Linked DNA regions of Mus musculus: region 2 is linked to region 1. Evidence: chromatin contacts called from public HiChIP or PLAC-seq data. All regions are on one chromosome and are shown on one strand. Each heading gives the region's core, a stretch centred on a gene start, on an enhancer-like site or on the middle of the called end of the contact. The rest is flanking DNA. Distances are from core to core; before and after follow the strand shown. Region 1 holds the start of Cep44 (centrosomal protein 44). Region 2 overlaps Hdnr (Hand2 downstream lncRNA).

Evidence for each region. HiChIP or PLAC-seq counts read pairs in DNA pulled down with a chosen protein or histone mark.
Region 2: an H3K4me3 HiChIP or PLAC-seq map of embryonic limb bud shows a contact between it and region 1, with 7 times the contacts expected there. The contact joins the enhancer-like site here to the promoter of Cep44 in region 1. A contact is called at or near these places in 3 of 39 promoter capture datasets (cranial neural crest, liver and second pharyngeal arch cranial neural crest), 1 of 484 Hi-C or Micro-C datasets (cardiomyocytes), 11 of 115 datasets of contacts at active chromatin or transcription factors (astrocytes, cardiomyocytes, craniofacial prominence and 7 more) and 4 of 9 other capture datasets (embryonic stem cells, embryonic tail, embryonic trunk and 1 more).

Annotation. Positions count from the first base shown.
Region 1 is chr8:56,548,505-56,552,263 of GRCm38.p6, reverse strand. It overlaps Cep44 (centrosomal protein 44), which reads left to right and starts at 1,698. Exons shown (of 11, transcript NM_001009951.1): 1 at 1,698-1,719. It overlaps Fbxo8 (F-box protein 8), which reads right to left and starts at 1,110. Exons shown (of 6, transcript NM_015791.4): 1 at 888-1,110.
Region 2 is chr8:57,347,427-57,351,185 of GRCm38.p6, reverse strand. The region is part of intron 2 of Hdnr (Hand2 downstream lncRNA); the gene reads right to left. Among named protein-coding and RNA genes, the nearest start is that of Gm34030, 14 kb to the right of the region's middle. Within about 2 kb of position 1,840, at least 9 of the 459 cell types and tissues checked have an H3K27ac peak or open chromatin away from gene starts, as enhancers often do.

The DNA of each region.
Region 1 (3,759 bases), core at 449-2,948:
TTGGAAGGCCAAGAAAAAGGATTGCTAGCTAGGGACAGTCGGGGCTACACAGTGAATTCTGAGCCAGCCTGGAGTACACAGGAGACCTTGTCTCAAAATACAAACAAAAACGGAGTGCAAACACTGACATGAACAACAGTTTGTATTCAATTGCAGTATTGAGGGTAATGAAGAGAATATGGCGCGCGCGCGGGGTGGGGGTCTTTACAAATAAATGTCTCATTTATAAATTAAGTAGTCACAATTATTAATTAGTAAATACAGAACGAAAAATAAACCAGAAATATATCGAGTAAGAATTGCAAACTTCTATGGTTTTTGTCTAGACAATGTGTACTGAGTAATACGATGTGGAAAGTGGAGCGTAGCCACAGAAAAACAAAACGAAAAGGAAAGTGTTGAACCAATTTTACAGTCTGTTTGGAGACTGTAGCAACTAGCAATCAGCGGAGGTCTTAAACTGGATATGTTTGAATTCGTATTAAGGGGACGCCGTAAGAAATGAAGCGTGCCTTGGCATCGAACGACGCTGTAACCACCACAAAAGCAATACGTGAAACTGAAGAAAGTAACCTCCACCGTTTGTCATCTTTCAAGAGGGACGACACCACGTCGCTACCGCGAGTCCCAAATCGACCTCTATACCAATGGCCTAGAAACAGAAGAGACTCACACCCGCCTCTCGATTCTGATACACCATTTTAATAAGCCACCGCTGCTGTCACTCAAAATGTCTCACAGTACCCATTGGTCCTAAACTGTTGCTTGCTGGGCCAGGGCTATCAAGTGGCAAGCATCCCTACCCCTCACTTCGGAGGAGAAAAGTGAGAGCGTCCGGGCGGGCGGAAGAAGCAAGGCATTGGAAGCCTCTGTGCCGACGCGAGTACCTGAGCGACCTGGGATCTCCACCGCCGCCGCGACGACTCGGCCTGTGGGCGGGGGCTGTCAGCCGAGAAGAAAATGGCTCAGCCGGGAACTGGTGCCCAAGCCATGGAGAGGCCTGTCCAGAGCGCACGTGTTCGCGCTGGAGAACACGATGGCTGCGAGGGAACCAGAAGCCGCCCCAGACTCCCGCGAAGTCACAGCACCTCTGCCTGCAGAAGCCCGAGTGGCGGACCTTGCAAGGTTTTGACGTTTCCTATTGTTGCCGGAAGTGACGTCGAGGAGCGGCTCCTTAAAGGAAAAAGATTTCCGTTTTCCTCATTCAGATTCGCCAAAAAGTCTTTACTTTTCCGCTTCTCATTCTGAACTGCTTTGGCCATCAAAATTATGCTAATTTGAAATGTGACATTCAATAAAAGACATGTAATTGATAAGACTTTAACGACAGTAGAGTATCCTGAAGAAGCTGCGCGAACGGAGTGTGGAATCTGCATCTAGGAATGCCAGCATTTGGGGCAGCCTCTGGCTCGGAATGTTTAGCCGCTGTTCGAACTCTCGGCTCGAACTCTGAGTTCTAAAAACAAACCGTCGGCACGAGGGGCGACCCGAGGCGCGGGCGTAAGGCTCTGGGGCTGCAGACCCGGTTCCCGCCACGTTCTCGGGTTTCTAGTGCTCCCTTCTTCTTTCTGTGTTGGTACGGTAGCCTTGGGAACCTTTCAGTTTGCTTAGGGGCTGCTGGCTGAGCCAGAGCTCGTGGACCTGCTGTGCTCTGGCTTGGACGAAGGTGGCCCTTCTGCTGTCCTCACCGAGGTTCCTGGGTTGTAGGCGAATGATCAGGTCTACCTTTTCATCCCTTTAAATTTAGAGGCAGAAAGGGAATTCGAGATGGGACTTGCTTGTGTACCAGCTGGTATGGTTTTGGAAGGCATCAAGTAGAATGAATCGGAGTCTGCCCTCTTTGAATTGTTTTGTAGATGCCTTTAAGTTTCTTTCCGTCAAAAATACATCTAGCTTCAAAAGACTGTCCGGAATAGAAAAAGTACTCCTTCCTTCGTGTTCTCTTTGTTTTCATCTTCATGGTGTCTCCCCCCCCCCAAAAAAAAAAAAAAAAAAGAATTCTCCATCTACTTTGAGGCCTATGATTGCTCTGTATGAAAAGAAAACTAATTTTAACATATGTATTCTAGACTTACTGCTACACTAGACTGTTTTACAGAATTATTTGCAAGCATTTTAACAATGTTTTATGCGTGAACACAGCGGTTCCCTCATCGGATCTTACAACAGCATTTTCCTAGTATCTATTACGGAGAGATTTTGTAAGTTTAGTTTCTACAGATTTGTATCCCTTTATCTTAAAGTTTGTCTTTTAGATATGTCAAGCGGAATTTCAAAATCCTAGCTATCCACTGTGATTATTAAAGGCTAGTTACTTTATCCTGGGCAAAATGATTTTGGAGTCCTGTGACATGTTTTTAAAGACCTGTAGCAGCTACGAAATTGAGCTGGGTTTGAAACAAAGTATCTTAAACTGCAAAGCTGGGGGACTAGCTCAGTGGTAGAGCCATTGGGTATGCCAAGATCCTGAGATCGGTTCCGTTCCCCACCAAAGCCATCTTGTGCGGTGCTCACAATGTCTTCCAGCAATTCGGTTGGTGGATTTGATTTGTTCCTAACTCTTCAGAAAGCTAGGTAGACCAGTGAGACCTTAATGATTGAATCTGTATATGGTCTTCATTTAATATCCTGTGATAAGTAATATAAAGTGAAAATGCTAATTTTTAAGTAACAGTTTAATTTTATCTCAGATTAATTATGGTCAAGTGTAAAGTATGTTTCAGTACTTGATTAGCTTCAATTCATAGTAATAATTTTAGTATTTACTAATTAAAAAACACTAGGAAAGCCTTTCTTGAAAACATACTTCTATGATCTTGTTTTTTTAAAAATACCTTTATGTTTTTCTCTTCTGTCATATCTTTTCCCTCCACCTACAGATACAAGCTGTACTTGAATCTTACTCTTCTTTAAAATGTTTATTGTGCTGGTAATGAAGAGGATGTGTTCCTGGGGCATACTTTAGTGTCCGAAATTTCATTACCAGAAGTAGAAATAATGTAAAGATAAATGCCTTCTATGATACCAGCAAAAGAAAAGGTAGCACCGAGTATTGGATAAAATTGCATGTCCTGGGAAGATAGGATATGTACAAAACTAACAATTGTGTTGTCAGATGGGTCTGGAAACTAAAACAAGATCAGACCTGCAATCTTAAATCCCAGGCACAGTGTTTGTAGTTACAGCAGAGGCTAGAGTAGTTCCCCTGTCACCTTTCTTAGGCAATAAAGGTTGGTCTGGGAAGTCTGTCTTAACATATCTGTATGTCTTTCTAGCCCCGGCATCTGGAAAGATGGGAAATAAGCCTTACTGTTTTGACCAGTATGTTGTATAATTTAATTTTAGGATTTCTTTCCCCGTCCCCCCCCTAAAATCCTCATTGTCTAAATATCTTACTATTTAGTAGGTAATTTGGTGTTTCAAACATGCTGACCATAGCATCAGTGCAAGGATACTTAAAGTACATTCAGCAGCTCGCTCCGCAGGAGCAGACTGCGAATGGGGTGCTATGCCACGGACATGGAATAGGTGCCCAAGTCTAGAGAAATGGCCACAGAAGTGATGGTGGCCCAGGCTTAGAATTCTGCACATTGCCAGCTTTATATACTTCTCCTGACCTATACAGACGCAGAGGTGTCTGGGCAGGGGTGATTATATGTCAATCGTTGCTGAAATACAGCCCATGAACAAAAACCCCTAAGTATAGTTCATCTAATTCTTGAATTGTTCTTTTTTTCTTTTTCTCTTTCTTTCTTTCTT
Region 2 (3,759 bases), core at 591-3,090, 800 kb before region 1:
ATCTAAAACCATTACCTTCTGCATCTATTATTTATAACATGAAATAGAAAGCCATGTAAGGCCTGCAGATTATTGGAGTGGCAGGTAGAGGTAGACAGAGATGTGACCTGTGCTGACACAAGCTTACAGCAGAGACTAGTAGGCCCCATTTCTGTAATAAATTTCTGGAAAGAATGTGATACTGTGTAGGAAGCCAACCTGGGATTTCCAGCTGGGTGACCTGAGGAAGCCTCTTTGGGCCCTGCATCTCATCTGTGGGATAAAGGGGCTAAAGCCCCCTAAAACTCTTCCATGGATCCTGTTGTTCTCAATTCTTCACCTAAGAAGCTCCACCTTCCGCCAGATGTGAGCATGAGGTTTATTAAATATTGATAAATACAATAACAAAGAAAATGGGGAGAGAAGTTGAGTTTGTGGGCCAAAGAGTTCATCTAGATGGAAAATTAATATTTATGTTTAAGTGCATATATATTTTATATGTGAATTTGCATACATGCATACTTATATCTAGAGAGACTGAAACTGTAGAAAGTGGCTGGCTATTGAATGCAATAGGTCGGTGGCGAAGCCAGGTCTGAAGTACAGGTTTTGTGAGTGCTGGCATGATAATTGGCCTGCTGGCCCTGTGTATATCTTATATGCCGCTAGAGAGCTGGAAGATTTGATAAGATTCGTGGTTAATCAGCTCCATGTGTGCTGTGGTTCCTTCCCCACCACCATCAATATTGTGTTAGAAAAGGCTGCATGTCCTGGCGACAGCATGAATCTTCTTTAAAATGGGAGTCCTAAGAACCCACCCCTGCCTCTAATACTAACTCTGCATGTAAATTCGCCGAAGGATAATATCCTGAGATCATTTTTCCCCCCAGAGGTGTTGAAAGGAGTCCATTTAATAGAAGAGGCTAAAGAAGAGGAAGCTATCTGATGTCTCCCACCAGGCTGCTGCTGTGGGATGGTGAGCCCTGCTCACAGTCAGTCTGGGAAGGAGGCTGTTTCCAGCTCCACTCTAGCTATGTGCCCTGGACAAAAATACCTTTGCCTTTTGGAGGGGGTCTTAGCATCTGCAAGAAAAGTCAGAAGTCGAAGCACATCAGTTTAATGAATCATATTGTTTTGGGATTTTCCTTGACCGAATTCCTGAAGCAATTTACCTGAACTTCTAGCCAACCATCTGCTTCTCTCTGCTGGATAACTTAGGAAGGAAGAAAGAGAGGAAGGAGGGGAGAAAAGAAGTAAGTAAGTAAGTTGGGGTAGCTATCTAGATAATAGTTTCAAAAAAGTTTCGAACTGATATTGCTTAGACAAAAATTGAAAAGTGTATTAACAGATGGTTGTCTTTATTTGGTTAGTTCACTGGATAAATAGGAAACACTTTCTACACGGAGAGCCATGAGCTAAGGGGAAGAGAGCAGCCAGTGTATCTTAACCTTATTTTTAAAAGTAGTTACCAACAGAAAAGTGTGCATCCGCAGGAAAAGGGCACTGTGTTTTAGCATCTATAAATCTGATGATGCGCTCACTCTGTCACAGTCCCTTCTGGGTTCTGGTCAACTTACAATCTCTCCATCTTGTCTGGGGAGACCGTTCATCCTCAAAGTCCCTTCCTAGTTGAGATTTTGTTCCCGAGATGCTTTAGGATAGCCCTAGCTGCCTCACTTGAAGGCAAACCGCCCTAGGTAACCTGAGCCTGTGGTTCCCTCCCATCTGGGGGAGGAAAAAAAGTGGGGGGTGGGAGATCGGAAGAAAAGAGAAAAATACTGAGAAACATGTTTTGGCAGACAAGGCCTTCGGAGACTACCATGTGCGCTCCATATTGAGCAAGCCCAGGTCTTTGAAGTTTTTCTGAATGTAAAGGCATTATTCTTTCTCAAACTGTGGCTAAGTAGTACAGACGTTAAAACAATGAGGCCAGAAGGCGCAGACGCGGGACTAAGAGTTTAATTCGTCCTTCACCCAAGTGTCTGCCACCAGTTAGATCCCCAGTTTGTACCCAGGCAGGGTTGCCAACCCCTGTGCACCCTCTTCAGACCCAGGTTTGTCTTAGAGCCAAGTTGAGAAGTAAGTACTTTTCCAAACGCTGGGGGAAAACTTCCCAGATGTTTCCTGTGCTACGAAAAGAAGCTCAGGTTGAATCTGAAACATTTTTCTTACAACAGCGGGCGGGTCACAGGGCCAGCTAGGCGCCCCGCAAGCCCGGTTCCCCAGAGAGCTGAGGGGTGCGCCCCAGCCTCTGTACCCCCACGCGCACTCACCCCTGATCACTGGGAGTCCCCCACCCCGCGGAGATACACACAGCGGGAGGGAGTACAGGTGACTGCGTTATTATGTGTGGAATTATGATCACATCCGAAGATCCTTCTAGTACATCTATTCTATAATCTATGATGAGATTTTAGTTATCAGGCTCCTATTATAAAGTATCATTTGTCTCCTGCCCCACCGCAGGGCAGACCAAAATAGCTTAAGTAAAACGAAGGACTAGCTCCATTTGCTGTCTTGAGATTTCCATCCCTCAGCGGGTGTATATTCCAGAGGTGGGTGGGACAAGAGGAGCGAGGATCACAAACACATAATACTGGTCCCAGGTGACTTGAGGCTTTACACACTGGGATGGCCAAGGTCTCCTAAAGAGGAGAGTGGCCAGCTCCAGGTGCTTCCGGGTCTCAGCAAGCACTTCCGGGCTGTGTGGCCATCCTGCTTAGGGTAAGTGAGGTTGGATTATCACTCAAAGTAAAGGAGTTTGTTTTCAAAGGGCTTGGTGGCACAAGTCATGTGGCACAACACTGTCCAGGTGGACCACACCAGAACATCCTTTAATTCAGAAGAAACTCCACAGCTCAGGGAGCTGTGCAGCCAGGAGACTGTGTCAGCCTTCCTGTAGCTGCTCCCTTCCTCGCTGGGGCATATCTTAGACTGTCTTTCCACAGAGTAAATTCACTGGACCCAAGATGAATGGGTTTTCTACACACGGGCCTCTGGAGATGTCCCTGTTCTTAGACATCTGGATTATGCTTGGATTATGCTTGGACTTGGCTCCAACTGGCCCTGCTCCCTCTGACCTTTTGGGGTCCAGAAATCCACACAGTGGTCATAGTAATGTCCTGCCAGCTAAACCAGTCAGCTAGAGCAGGCTCCTTCCATGCTAGGTGTGAGTTACTTAGGGGGACTGGGGTTTGGGGAGATATCTAGTGGAAGGTGGGAGAGGGTCCTCTTGAGATGCTCTCAGGTCTCTTATGAGGCCAGGAAATGAACTGCACAAAAATTGGTGGGTCCTCGTGGGCCTCTGCTTCTGTTCCCTCAACAATAACAATTGTCCCTTCTTCCCCAGAAGTCCCATGGCCAAGGCTATAAGGATCATCACTGCAGCTACTGTGTGTGCAGGTCTTTGTCAGGCCTTTTAGGGAAACAAGGTCCGTTTCCCAGTGCATGAGTCTGGCTCAGGCACCCACTCAATTTATTTTTTTCTGTGATTTTTTTTCCTGGAATGAATCAAAGGTGTACAGAGAATGCGTGTACTGTGTGTGTGCTTAGGCTTCCTCATTAGCATGGCTTCCTCCTTCTGACCCCTCCTCAACCTGGCTTTCTGTGCAGGAGACTTGGAATTCTCCTCCTGGAGGATGGACAGGGAAACCATCAGCTCAGGTAAGCATGGGAGCTGTGGTCTGGAGAATTGAAAGAAGGAAAATCATCTCCAAATGCAACCAGCCAGATGTGGGCAGAAGCTGGGAAGAGAAGAGGAGATCTGAAAATCCCCAAGTT